Linked DNA regions of Sus scrofa: regions 1 and 2 are each linked to region 3. The links are chromatin contacts, called in public HiChIP or PLAC-seq maps. All regions are on one chromosome and are shown on one strand. Each heading gives the region's core, a stretch centred on a gene start, on an enhancer-like site or on the middle of the called end of the contact. The rest is flanking DNA. Distances are from core to core; before and after follow the strand shown. Region 1 overlaps LOC102161912 (a long non-coding RNA gene). Region 2 holds the start of STK38 (serine/threonine-protein kinase 38). Region 3 overlaps LOC106504394.

Region 1 (4,474 bases), core at 882-3,381, 220 kb after region 3:
CCCAGTCTGATGATTTTTGATTTTCCTTCAGCCCTACTGCTGAGTAAGCAGTGTGGGCTTTGGTACTGGTAGGAAGGCCAAGAAGCTGGAAATGTTACTGTCCTCACATTGAAATGGCTGGCTTATGTGTCCCAGCTGTTTGGGGTTTAATGGGGACAAGAAATTGAACCGGCAGTCCTGTTTGGTCTTCAGTTGGCAATGTATGCCAAGCAGTCCATTTGAAATGAAATTGGTTTCCAGAAGGGAGGTTGGGAGTAGAAGTTGCCTACTTTTTTATTTTTTTTAGATAGGGTTTCACTCTTGGAAGTTCCCAGGCTAAGGGTTCTAATTAATTCGGAGCTGCAGTTGTCGGCCTATGCCACAGCCACATGGGATCTGAGCCAAGTCACTGAGCAAGGCCAGAGATCAAACCCACATCCTCATGGGTCATGGGTCACAGTGGAAACTCCAAAGTTGCCTACTTTAAATAAGGTGTAGGTGAACTCTGATAATTTGGAGAGGGCTAAGAACTGAATATTTGAAAACAGATTGAAAATCTTAGATTAAAAAATCTTAAATAGATTTAAAATCTTTTAAAGTAAGCTTCTTTTAGGATGCTGGAAGCTTGGGTGGAAGACTTGGAGTAGTCAGGTAAGGAAGGTTTTAAATTTTTTTTTTTCTTTTTTTTAATTCATCTGCCCTACCACACCTACTCTGGCCAGCTATGTCTTCTAGGAAGATAAATTTTGTTTTTCAGTACCAGTCTGCCAAACATTGTCCAGGGCCTTTTTCTTCTGTAATGCTTATCACTCACTTAAGGTGAGTATCTCTATTAAAAGAGGGCAGAAAAAAGTTCCTAATATCACTCCTTATGCTGCTAAACAAGTACACAATTTCCGACTTAGGATGATTCAACTCGTGGGGTTTTTTTTGTTTGTTTTGACCTAATAATGGTGTGAAAGCAACTCTGGAAACCAATTTTTTTTTTCTTTTTTAGGGTCACACCTGCAGCATGTGGAAGTTCCAGGTTGGGGATTGAATTGGAGCTGCCAGCCTACACACCACAGCCACAGCAATGCAGTATCCCACCCACATCTGCAACCTATGCTGCACTTTGTGGCAGTGTGGACCCTTAACCCACTGAGTGAGGTCAGAGATCAAACCTGCATCCTCATGGATAGTAGTTAGCTCCTTAACCCACTCGGCCACAATGGGAACTCCAGAAACTTTCAATTTTGATCTTTTCCTTGGCTAGTGGCGGGCAGCACAAAACTCTTGGTGCTTGGGCAGGGGCAACAAGCTAAGGCATGGCTCCCAGGCAGCCATGCAATCACAAGAGTAAACTAGTATACTTCTTCTGGACCTAACTATTCTGCTTTTCACTCTGTATTCAGTAAATTACATGAGATATTCAACATTTTGTTGGATAGTTTTGCCCAGCTGTAGGTTAATCTAAGTGTTCTGAGCATATTTAAGGTAAGCTAGGCTAAGCTTAATGTTGGGTAGGTTAGGTGTAGTATAGTGTTTTTAACTTAAGATATTTTCAATTTATGACTGGTATATCAAGGTGTAAGCTGAGGAAGATCTGAGAACATACTTGTCTCCAAAGCCTTTGTTTTCTGTTCTGCATTTTTATAACCCAATCATAAGGTACCATTTCATTGTCACTTAATGACAGGATTTAGTTGTCTCTAGTTCTAAAACATGCTCATGGTAAAAAGTGTAAATTGTATGTATACTGGGAAATAATTATTTCTTCCTTTCTTGAGGTAACGTGTTGAATTTTTGTTTTCTAGAAAGTTAGGCATACTGTAATGAGCAGGTATTTATACAGCTAGAAATAAATGGAAGTCATGTGTCCTTTAGCTTTTCTCTTATTACATATCTGAAGCATGCACTTCTGAGATGTTATGTTCTACTGAAATCCACGTCATCATCTGGGCAGGGTACCACTTGTTAAGTAGTCAAGATATTTCTTGGCAAAGGCCTACCTGGCTTTATCCTGATGCTTAGTGATGCTTAATTTAATGTGACTTAAAATGTCATTGTCAAGGAGGACAAAGCTGTGCTAATGTGAACGGGTTGATAACAAGTGTCCTTGTTCACTGTTAACCTTGAGTCATGGGCAGCCTTCAAACCCGTGACTCGTTGCTATGGCTATTCCAGTTTCCTGGTCTTGACATCACCCCAGTTTTAACCCTTTGGGGAACGTGATAGCAGCACTACTGAGTATTACATTTTACATAAGGACTGGTACACACCGAACTTTTAACATTTATGTTTGATGGGGTTTTTTTAGTTAACTTTTTCAACTATTTTCAACTATTTTCCCAACTATTTTTCCTTTTTCCCCAAATGGACTCTGTTATGGTGAACACCTAAGAATTCTATGGTCAGACAGAGATTCATGAAAGCACCTACCTCCTCTGGTTTCAAAACCAGTGGCTGTAGTTAGGAGTCTGCAGCATTTCTTAGTTGCTGGAGGGGGGGAAAATGGTCTAAATTAAATGGGAATATTTGAGTGGTCACTTAAATTTAAGCTGTTGAACTGCCTTCAGCAGCTGCAGTCTGTTAACTTGGATGAATGCTCCATTCCTTTCCTCAAAAGATTTGGAATAATTCTAAGGTGAGTGGGAGAGTTTATAAGTGCATCATCTAGACTGGTTTCTGTGTCACCTAGCAGCCGGATGTGATTGTTTTCATCAGAAAATGCTTCCTTACTCCTTAAGTTCACGGTGCTTGTGTTGGGGATATCCCTTGAGCAAGGTATGGGACAGAAAAGGTAGACACCAGGCTGGGAACTAAAACTGAATTACCATGTTCTGAGCACACATGTGGTGCTTTTTCTCATCAGCTCTGATGTTGGGGTTATCTCATTTACTGAAGAAGCTCAGACAGGGAAAGTGATCTCAACCCTCATAACCCCTTGGGCCCCCTTTTTGTAAAGAAAATTTTGTAATGATCTCTGACTATTCTGAAATGAAATCTTTTTTTTTCCCCTTTTTAATGGCCACGCCTGTGGCACACAGTTCCTAGGCCAGGGATTGAATCTGAGTTGCAGCTGTGACAAGTGGGATCCTTTAACCCACCACACGGGGCTGGGTACCGAACCTGCACTTCTACCGTGACCTGAGTCATTGCAGTTGGATTTTTAACCCACTGCTCTAGAGCGGGAACTCCATTTTTTATGTTAATTATTTTTAAAAAAATCAAGATGAAGAGCTCCCTGGTGGCCTAGCATTAAGGATCTGTCTGGCATTGTTTACCTGTAGTTGGTTCAGTCCTGTGGACATGGGCAATTCTTTGTGTGCCAGGCATCGTATCTTCATCCCCTTCCCCTAAAGTCAGTTATGTTCCCCGGCAGTGTGACCATCACTGAAAAAAAACAAAACAAAAAAATCCTGGTTGCTCAGTGGGTTAGAGATCCAGCGTTGTCACTGCTGTGGCTCTGGTCACAGCTGTGATGCGAGTTCAGTCCCTGGCCCGGAAACTTAAAGAGGCGCAGCTGAAACAACCAAAAAAATCAATAAAAAAGAAAAGTCAATTTCCCAGGCACCCACTAGGTGGCAGTAGTGCCCCATTAAGAATACTGCTTTGCGAACACTGGGCCAAATTCTTTGCCTGAGGTCACTACCTGTTTAACAGAATTGAATGTCCAAAGACTTTTTTCCAGTAAGTTTTTTCCACTATAACAATAAAGATAGTAATACAGGCAATAGTGATAATCAGCATTTCTTGAACTCAAGTGCCAGCATTTTGCTAAGTATTTTACATATACATACCACCAGCTCACTTAAACCTCACCACTTGAGTGAGGGCAGTTTCTCATTTTGCAGCCAAGGCTTGGGTTCAAGACCATGTTAAGTGTTTTGCTTTTGTTTTGTTTTTGTCTTTTTGCCTTTTCTAGGGCCACTCCTGCGGCATATGGAGGTTCCCAGGCAAGGGTCGAATCAGAGCCATAGCCACTAGCCTACACCGCAGCCACAGCAACGCAGGATCCAAGCTGCGTCTGCAACCTACACCACAGCTCACAGCAACACCAGATCCTTAACCCACTGAGCAAGACCAGGGATCAAACCCACAACCTCATGGTTCCTAGTAGGATTTGTTAACCACTGAGCCACAATGGGAACTCCGTTAAGTGTTTTGTTTTGTTATGTTTTTGTCTTTTTGCCATTTCTTGGGCCGCTCCCGCAGCATATGGAGATTCCCAGGCTAGGGGTTGAATCGGAGCTGTAGCCACCGGCCTACGCCAGAGCCACAGCAACGCAGGATCCAAGCCGCGTCTGCAACCTACACCACAGCTCACGGCAACGCCGGATCGTTAACCCAGTGAGCAAGGGCAGGGACCGAACCCGCAACCTCATGGTTCCTAGTCGGATTCATTAACCACTGCGCCACGACGGGAACTCCTTTTTTTTTTTTTTTTTACTGAATGAATTTAGTTGTACAACAATCATCATGTTAAGTGTTGTGTGTAGAAGAGGTTGTACTT
Region 2 (4,529 bases), core at 1,656-4,155, 170 kb after region 3:
GTTAAGGATCCAGCGTTGCTGTGAGCTGTGGTGTAGGTTGCAGACGCGGCTCGGATCCCAAGTTGCTGTGGCTCTGGTGTAGGCTGGCAGCTACAGCTCTGGTTAGACCCATAGCCTGGGAACCTCCATATGCCTCAGGAGCAGCCCTAGAAATGGCAAAGACAAAAAAAAAAAAAAAAAAAAAAACAAGGCTCTAGTTCAAACATTATGATTCATGATCTGCCAAAATGATCAGTAATCACAAATTCAAGACATTGAACTCATCCCTTCCTTATATAAAATGTTATTTTTTTATGGGGAAGTTTCTGTTACTATCAAAGCAAACTCAAATGTTTTTAGAATATCAGTAGAATTTTTTTTTAAAAAACCTCTGTCTGGTTTATGAAGCTTGGGTGTGGTTCCTTATTTGTCAGTCTGTACCCCCTCCACCCACAATGAAAACCACATGCACTCTAAGTTTGGTGAAGAAATTTTAAAACCAGATTTAAAAACAAGTCTGAAGCAAGAGAGGGTTTTGTACTCCTCCCTTGTAGGAATATTTCTGCAGAGTGTTTTTGTCTCTCTACATATATATATATTTATATTTTAACAAATGAAAGTACTTCACATAAAAATATAACTAGAGAATGTTTAAGCTTAATACAAACAGTGCCTTCCATATAACAGGGCTAATAAACATAAGTTGAGTAAGTTAATGATTTTCAGTTGTCAGCGAAGCTAAGAATAAAATCACATTTACATTGACAGGATATAAAAACTGGGGAACAAAAGTTTTGACCCATTTATGTTGCTAGCATGTTCCCCAACTTTGTAAAAGATCAACAGAAGATTAAGTGTACTCAAAGATGCTCATATGGCAGACCAGTAATTTTCTAGCAGAATGGTTTTCAACCTTCACAGTCTCTAATGTAATAGCAAAGGATGAACTGTCCTTCCCTTTGACCTTTCTTCAAAACCTCCTCCCTGTCCTTTTCCTCCCCTCATAAAAGGATTAGCTTAATTCCAATAACCTTTCATCAAAAATTACAATCACTTTTCCTCTGTAACAATTAGTAGGTTTACTGGGCCCACCAAGTACTTGTTGTAAGACAGGGCTTTTCCTCATGCTTTAGACAACTCAAGCCTTCCTGCCCTGACCACTGAAAGCCCTTGCCCTGTTTCTTTCATTCTCCAACTCCGTAGAATTAATAGCTAATAAGTAGGGGAGAAATTCTTAAAAAGCTTAAAAACTTTAACAAAAAAAACTGTGATCCTCATAAGTCAGGGGTAGGTACTGCAAACAGTAAAAGGAGACCAAATGAAAACTCTTGTTTTATTCAATCCAGGTGATTTACGGTTGACTGTCTCTACAATGGGACTGTTAACTCCACAAGTACCCCTTTTCTCACCAATTCTTTAATTCATTGTGACTAACAACCCAATACTTTCATTTGGACAATTCAACACTGGGGCTAAGACTATTCCTTGAGAGTCACATATCTAATTTCTACTAAACTGTAAGCCACTGAAAGACAAGTACTCTGTCTTATACTACTTTTAGTATCCTTCACCATATATATCATGCACGATGCTATGCACTTAGTAGGTACCTTATAAAAGACTTAGTAGGGAAACGCCCATTTCTTATGCCCATTACTAAGAGCTAAGAACATGTATCTATGAAAGGGGGCGCGGTTAGGACAGGAATGGTTTTCTTAGAGTCAGATAGAGTTGTTCCTCCTGTGCTCTGATGAGGAAGCTGCTATCTAATGTCTGGGTGGAGAGTGGAGCCTGTTATTGTGGTGCTGGTAGTTTTAGGCTTAGGGAAACCACATCCACTGCCTGGCTAAGTCTAATTCAGAGCCAAAGAGAGCTGAAAGGGAGAAGCAGCACAGGGTCTCCTTCACTGCAACCTTTCTCTACACTTTTCCAAAAGAACAAGTTCCTCCGTCTTTTAGTCACCTGGGAGCGCTGGCCTCCCCACTTTCCCTGCTGCACACTTTCTCCAAGTCTTTCTGCACAGACTTTGCTTTAAGTCCTTAGTGATTTGCCTTCTCCACTCTCTTCTTAAAAATCTCCCACTACAGTTTCTTGTGGTTTTCAGATGACCTGAAGCCCGGGACCCTAAGACTAACCGTAGGGAAGGGGGCAGATTCAAAGGTCCCGTGGGGTGGGGGCTTTCGACATCGCTGCCTCACACAACACCTCTCACGTTCTTAGACAACCCCTCCAAAAAGGTGAAAATTGTTAACGACCGACATCCCGGAGGAGACTGAGCGGGTGGCAGTGAGCAGACAAAGCTGGCAACACAGAAAGAAGACAGCCTGGCTCCCCACCCCAAATGCACACGACTAAAGAGAAAGGAGTGGTGGGGAGCCCGGGGCTGGAAAAACGTGCCGAGGACCCACAAGGAGCCTCTGGAAGCCGGGAGGAGGGGGGCTGTCTGTCAGGGGGGGCTGTCTGTCAGGAGGGGCAGAAAGAGCAGGGCTGGAAAGAGGGCGCCAGCAGGCAGGGGAGAGCCCCAAAAAGAGTCGGGGAAAGAGGAGAGATGAAGGGAGAAGCCTGAGCCAGACTGAAGACAACAGCAGCAAGATACTCACCAGAGACCCGGGGGAGGCAGGGCTGAGGGCGCAGACAGCCGCAGACGCCGGCCGAGCCAGCGGACTCGACGTGCGGACAGGCGAAACCCCAGCGGCAGCAGCCAGCCGACCAGAAGAGGGGTGGGGACGCGTAAGGAGCTCTGAGGTAGGGGGCCGAGGGGCGGTTGTCGGTGAGGACAACAGGAAGCGCCCCAACTGCCGGAAAAGACGACAAGCGGAGGGGCCGAGGCAGCCGGGTCCCCAGCCGCGGAGACAGGCTGGCGCGGCGGCCAGGGGCCCAGACTGCGCAAGCGTGACTTCCCAGCGACGCGGCGCGGGCTTTCCGGTCTGCGCGTGCGCGGCCCCGCCCCTCTCCGACTCAATTCAGCAGGAGAGACTGGGTTGCGCTCAGAAGAGTGAGGTGTGGGGCCTTATCCTGGTGGGCGGGGCTCGGCTCGGGAAAGGGTCTTTTTTTTTTTTTTTGAACTTTTTACTTTGAAATAATTTTTCTCACAAGAAGTTGCAAAATCAGTACAAAGAGGTCCTTTTTACCCATCACCCACTCAGCTGCCCTCAACATCTTACATAACTAAAATCTATGATCAAAACCAGGAAATTGACATTGGCGGGATACAATTAACTACACCAAAGCAATTAACTAGATTACAAACCTGCCTCGTATTTAACCAGTTTGGCAGGCACTCTGTGTGTGTGAGTGTGCGCTCGTGCGCGCGCTCGTCTGTAGTTCTATGAAATTCTATCACTCTAGTAGTTGTGATCCCCCGCTTCTCCTGGATGTTTCGACCGTCCTAAATAGGTCCTCTGGAGGGCTTGGCCCCACCTCCTCTTAAAGTAAGGATTAATGCGACTTGACTTGGCTGGGGTCATTGGATAACAGGAGGTCATCCCAGTGTGCCCAGAAGAACCTGCTTTTCAAGGCTACCCAGCAGCTTAGTCTGTACCACCCCTTGGGTTAAAGAGGTCCCAAGCCTTTGGACAGTCATTCCTTCCTTGAGAGTGGAGCGCAGTGCTCTTGACCAGTAAGTGTCAGGCTTCTGGAAACAAGATGAGTAAGACATGGTCCCTGCCAGCCTTCAAAGAAGTCATCTAGGCAACGAAAGAAACATGTGTGAAAGTCATTCTTCAGGGTGCTTTATGATATTATGTTGCCCCCACGCTCTTGTGTAGCTGTGTAAGACCGTGGGTGTTGGTTTTATCCTTCAAGCTTGGGGTCCCAGGCTTTGTTTCCTTAATGGTCTTAAAAACATAGGCCTTCCTTGACTGCTTTCATCTTTCTAGACTTCAAAGCCCGGTTTCCTTTTGTCTAGCACACAAAAACCACTTCATCTTTTGTTCTCTCAGCTCAGAGGCCCTTCTCCCCCAGTGCCTTTGTCAAATTCTTCCCCAGCCTTAACGATTTAGTAACAGTGCCAGATGTTTGCATTAGCATTTTCAGTTTACAAACCACAGGCAAGCACTTAATCTCAGGTGATCCTCAAAACTCTTTTTTTCCTTCTTCCATTTTTATTGAGGTATGATTGACACACAGCATGCTATAAGTTTAAGGTGGGCAGCATAATGATTTGAATTACATACATCTTGAAATGATTATCACAGTAAGTTTAGTGAACATCCATCACCTCATGTAAATACTTTTTTTTTTTTTTTTTTTTTTTTTGCTTTTTAGGGCTGCACCTGCAGCATATGTAAATTCCCAGGCTAGGGGTCCAATCACAGCTCTGGCTGCCGGCCTACGCCTCAGCCACAGCAACACCCAGATCCTTAACCTACTGAGCGAGGTCAGGGATCAAACCACATCCTCATGAATGCAAGTCAGGTTCCTAACCTGCCAAGCTACAACAGGAACTCCCAAAAATATTTTTTCCTTGTGATGAGAAATTATTTACTCACTTAACCACTTTCATATATAACATATGGCAGTGTTAATTATATTTATCATGGTGTACATTA
Region 3 (4,477 bases), core at 1,954-4,453:
TACAGCTCCAACTTGACCCCTAATCTGGGAATCTCCATATGCCGCAGTGTGGCCCTAAAAAAACAAAAGACAAAAAAAAATTTTTTTCTTCACGTCTAAAGACTGAAAGGGAATGGAAAAAAGAGATTCATTATTTACAATTGTCAGGATATGGGTGCAGCCCAAGTGCCCATCAACATATGAATGGATAAAGAAGATCACACACACACACACACACACACACACACACACACACACACACACACACACGCTGGAATATTATTCAGCCATAAAAAAGAATGAAATCCTGTCATTTCAACAACATGGATGCACCTTGAAGACATTATGCTAAGTGAAAATAAGTCAGAGCAAAAACAAATACTGTATGATCTCACATGTTGAATCAAAAAACAAAACAAATGAGCAATGATAACTAAACAAACAGAGTCATATATACAGAGGACGAACAGGTGGTTGCCAGAGAGTAGGGGGATGGGGAGGGAGGGAAGTAGGTGAGGAAGATTAGGAGGTGCAAACTTTCAGTTACAAAATAAATGAGTCATGGGTATGAAATGTACAGTATGGAGAATACAGCCTGCTGTGGCCTCCTTTGCCTGGCAAAGCAGTAAATCTATTTTTTTCTCCTTCGTCCCAAACTCTGTCTCCGTATTTCTATTTAGCACCGGTGGACAGAGGCCAAGTTTCGGCAACAGCCTTCCTGTCTGCGTTATTCATACCCATTAGGATTGCAATGGGTTGCATGTAACAAAACAACATCACAGAAACAACAACATTGACTATCTCAGGCATGACTTTCATGGTGGGAACCACAGGCCAAATAGAAGGAGGACAGGCAGACTGCAGGAGCAGTTGATGTAGGTGAAGATGGCTTGCTTCTACCTTCATGTGTTTTTCACAGCTCTGGCAGGTCAAATTAAAACTGGCCCCTTCAGAGTTCCCGTCATGGCTCAGCAGAAACAAATCTGACTAGTATCCGCGAGAATGCAGGTTCGATCGCTGGCCTCAATCAGTGGATTAAGGATCCAGCATGGCCATGAGCTGTGGTGTACGTCGCAGATGCAGCTTGGGTCTGGCGTTGCTGTGACTGTGGGGTAGGCCAGCGGTTTAGGCTACACCAATTCAGCCCCTAGCCTGAGAGCCTCCATATGCTGTGGGTGTGGCCCTTAAAAAAAAAAAAAAAAAAAAAAAAAAAAAAAAAGACCTTGCCCCTTCACTCGACTGTTTTCCTTCATGACTCTTATCATCACCCAGGTCTTACCTGTCCTGGTTACCTCTGTACTCCCCAGTTTCTAGAACAGTGCCTAGTATATCATGGGTGCTTAGTAAATATTTGTTAAGTAGGAGTTCCCATCATGGCTTAGTGGGTTAAGAACCCAACTCGTATTCATGAGGATGCAGGTTCCATCCCTGGCCTTGCTCAGTGGGTTAAGGATCCAGTGTTAATGCAAGATGCGGTGTATGTCACAGATGCTGCTTGGATCTGCTGTTGCTGTGGCTGTGGTGTAGGCTGGCAGCTGCAGCTCCGATTCGACCCCTTGCCCGGGAACTTCCATATACCACAGATGCAGCTGTAAAAAGAAAAAAAAAATTGTTAAGGAGTTCCCGTCATGGCTCAGCGGGTTATGAACCCGACTAGTATCTGTGAGGATCTGGATTCAATCCCTGGCCTTGCTCAGTGAGTTAAGGATCTGATGTTGCCGTGAGCTATGGTGTAGATTGCAGACAAGGCTCATATCTGGCATTGCTGTGGCCGTGGTGTAGACCAGGAGCTTCAGCTCTGATTCGACCATGGCCTGGGAACTTCCATATGCTTCAGGTGTGACCCTAAAAAGACCAAAAAAAAAAAAAAATTTAAATAGATGAATAAAGTATTTATTTGAAGTTTCTCAGTAATTTAATGTGGTCAGCAGGGGAGAGGATGCTCTTACTCATTTTATGGACATGGACACAGAAGGCCCAGGAGGCTGACTTCACTGAGGCCACTAGGGAACTGAGGGAGCCATAGTCCTTTTGATTCTTAATCAGGGGCTGCAGGTGTGGGGAGAGGGTAGCAAGGGTTTTGACTCACCCTGGGCTATGTCCCAGGAAGGTCTCATCTGGGCCTCTGTTCAGAAAGTTAATTAACTACTCAAAGATAAGGTGATAAGAAAAGGAGATGAGTTAGTCCCAAGAAAGAGACTGGGAAGACAGAAATTTCATAAACCATTGTCCTGTGGGTTGGAAGAGGAAGGGTAACATTAGTGAACAGGTAGCTTTTTGGTGCCCTCAATTCCATCCCCACTCCTGCTACTGACTCTGTCCCAAGAGGCAGCAAGCTCCCCATCACTAGATGTTTTCAGTCTACTTACAGACCACGCCTGAGCTGGAGAGTAGTACTTACGTCTTAGCAGGAGAGGGCAGGCGTGCTCTGTCAGAACGGATACTGGCAGCAGAGAGTGCTCCCAACACCAACTCACGGAGCTTTGCGCCACCTGGTGGACATGATTTTAAACTTCAGGCTCTCCCAAGGAGAGATGCCTTGAGTGTCCCCAAGCTAGAGAAGCCAGAAGGTAGTTTCTGAGTGTTTTGTGAGGACTGCAGGGTTTGTGAGAGCTTGGGTGGGGGGAGGTTCCTGCACTGGGCCAGGCACCAGCAGGCATCAGAGAGGTTACTATTACAGGGAAGGCTTATTAATGGGACTCAGGGGTTGTGAGGCATGTCCCTGGAGTTGGAGGAGACACACCCTTCTCAAACTTTATTCCAGACTCCTGGGATGACAAACTGGGAAGCTACCTGGAGGAATATAGGAGGAGACTCATTTGTTCATTCTGCTGATTTGGGAGTGGCCCTGAATTGTCTTAGCCCAGAATTAAAGTTTCCCAGTCGAGTTCAGTTCTGCTGAAGCCTCCATGAAACTACAACACCCTTCCCCCCCAAAAAAACCCTCTGTTATTGCTCCATGGGTATCAGATTCTGAAAGATTTTGTCTACCGAAGTGCATATTTCATTATATTTGTTGTACTGTTTGTTATTTGCTTATCTTACTGCATTATTTACTATCCTCAAAGGCGTTGGCATCTATTGGTAGAAGCCGCGAAAAGCTTCATGTGTTAAGCTTACCACACAGAATCCACTTTGAGCAAAAGCAAAAACACCTGAGAGCTCAGTGGGCCAGCACAGCGCCATCTGGTGTGGGTGCTGGATTCTGCTCATCCCTCCTCCAGCCCTGAAATGGGCCCCAGCTCCTGCTCTGGGTGGTGAACTGCAGGGCACAGCTGCCCCTGGGGGAACATGCCCCATTCTGGGCTGGCTGCTCCTCTTACTTTCCCCTTCTAGTTTCTCTTCCTTTCCGAGAAAAGAGCAGGCAGTTTCAATCAAAGGTCCATCCCAAACCAGACTCTGGTGTCAGAGGCCAGCTAGGCTCCCATGACAGGGAAACCCCAGCACAGGGCCTGGGACTGAGCTCCTCCATTGAAAGCTCCCTCCAGACAGGCTTCCAACAGTGTTTTTTATCCCCACAGCATCAATTGCCACGTGAAGTTGGTGCAGGGGCTGCTGGGAGTTTCCCCTATGTCTCTCATGGGTCAGAGGCAGGAGGGCCCCCCCAAAGGCTTTCTCCTCATCCTTGCGACCCCTTTGCCCTTCCTCAGGGAGGGGCCTCTGCAGTCAGCCCTGCCTCCATTTCCCCTGCACCCTGCCTTTCTCCCGGACCCCTCTTGATCAGAAGTCCCCCCACCCTGCTTCACCTCAGACCTCACCCCTCCAAAAGGGAAGGAGAAAACAGAACAGAAGCTTGAGTGAGCCTCCTTAGTGACACTCCCGCAGCCCCTCCCCTCCCAAGCAAAATTCACCAGAGCTACCTGGTCCCCACAGCCACCTCTCATTCATCTCTCCCTGGAGACAAAGTCTGCTCATCAGCCACTTCTGCTTCCCACACTGATATGTGACCTTCCCAAGGGCAGCAGGGCCCCACTCTCCTTTGGTTTTTATTTAATTATTTAAAAATTGGTTGTTGTTTTTTTCTTTTTAGGGCTGCACCTGCAGCATGTGGAAGTTCCCAGGCTAGGGGTCAAATCGGAGCTGCAGCTACCGGCCTACATCACAGCCACAACAACACCAGATCCTTAACCCACTGAGTGAGGCCAGGGATCAAACCTATATCCTCATAAAGACTGTGCTGGGTGCTTAACCTGCTGAGCCACAACGGGAATTCCTCTTTTTTTTTTTTTTTTTACCTTTTCTAGGGCCACTCCCACAGCATATGGAGGTTCCCAGGCTAGAGGTCTAATTGGAGCTATAGCCACCGGCTTACATCAGAGCCACAGCAATGCCAGATCCAAGCCACGTCTGCTACCTACACCACAGCTCACGGCAACGCCAGGTCGTTAACCCACTGAGCAAGGCCAGAGATTGAACCTGCAACCTCATGGTTCCTAGTCGGATTCATTAACCACTGAGCCATGACGGAAACTCCAGGAATTCCTCTTTTGTATGCTAC

What was found. HiChIP or PLAC-seq counts read pairs in DNA pulled down with a chosen protein or histone mark.
Region 1: an H3K27ac HiChIP or PLAC-seq map of alveolar macrophages shows a contact between it and region 3. The contact joins two enhancer-like sites. A contact is called at or near these places in 2 of 47 Hi-C or Micro-C datasets (embryonic fibroblasts and fetal skeletal muscle) and 2 of 2 datasets of contacts at active chromatin or transcription factors (alveolar macrophages and skeletal muscle).
Region 2: a contact with region 3 is called in an H3K27ac HiChIP or PLAC-seq map of alveolar macrophages. The contact joins the promoter of STK38 here to the enhancer-like site in region 3. A contact is called at or near these places in 2 of 5 promoter capture datasets (fetal skeletal muscle and liver), 5 of 47 Hi-C or Micro-C datasets (alveolar macrophages, blood, mesenteric adipose tissue and 2 more) and 1 of 2 datasets of contacts at active chromatin or transcription factors (alveolar macrophages).

The regions. Positions count from the first base shown.
Region 1 is chr7:32,300,875-32,305,348 of Sscrofa11.1, forward strand. It overlaps LOC102161912 (a long non-coding RNA gene), which reads right to left. Exons shown (of 4, transcript XR_304410.3): 4 at 1-3,354. Among named protein-coding and RNA genes, the nearest start is that of SRSF3, 14 kb to the left of the region's middle. Within about 2 kb of position 2,132, at least 10 of the 83 cell types and tissues checked have an H3K27ac peak or open chromatin away from gene starts, as enhancers often do. A contact at or near this core is called in alveolar macrophages, where this site is marked.
Region 2 is chr7:32,250,768-32,255,296 of Sscrofa11.1, forward strand. It overlaps STK38 (serine/threonine-protein kinase 38), which reads right to left and starts at 2,906. Exons shown (of 14, transcript XM_001929552.7): 1 at 2,580-2,906.
Region 3 is chr7:32,081,533-32,086,009 of Sscrofa11.1, forward strand. All of the region lies in intron 2 of LOC106504394, which reads left to right. Among named protein-coding and RNA genes, the nearest start is that of ETV7, 26 kb to the right of the region's middle. Within about 2 kb of position 3,204, at least 4 of the 83 cell types and tissues checked have an H3K27ac peak or open chromatin away from gene starts, as enhancers often do. A contact at or near this core is called in alveolar macrophages, where this site is marked.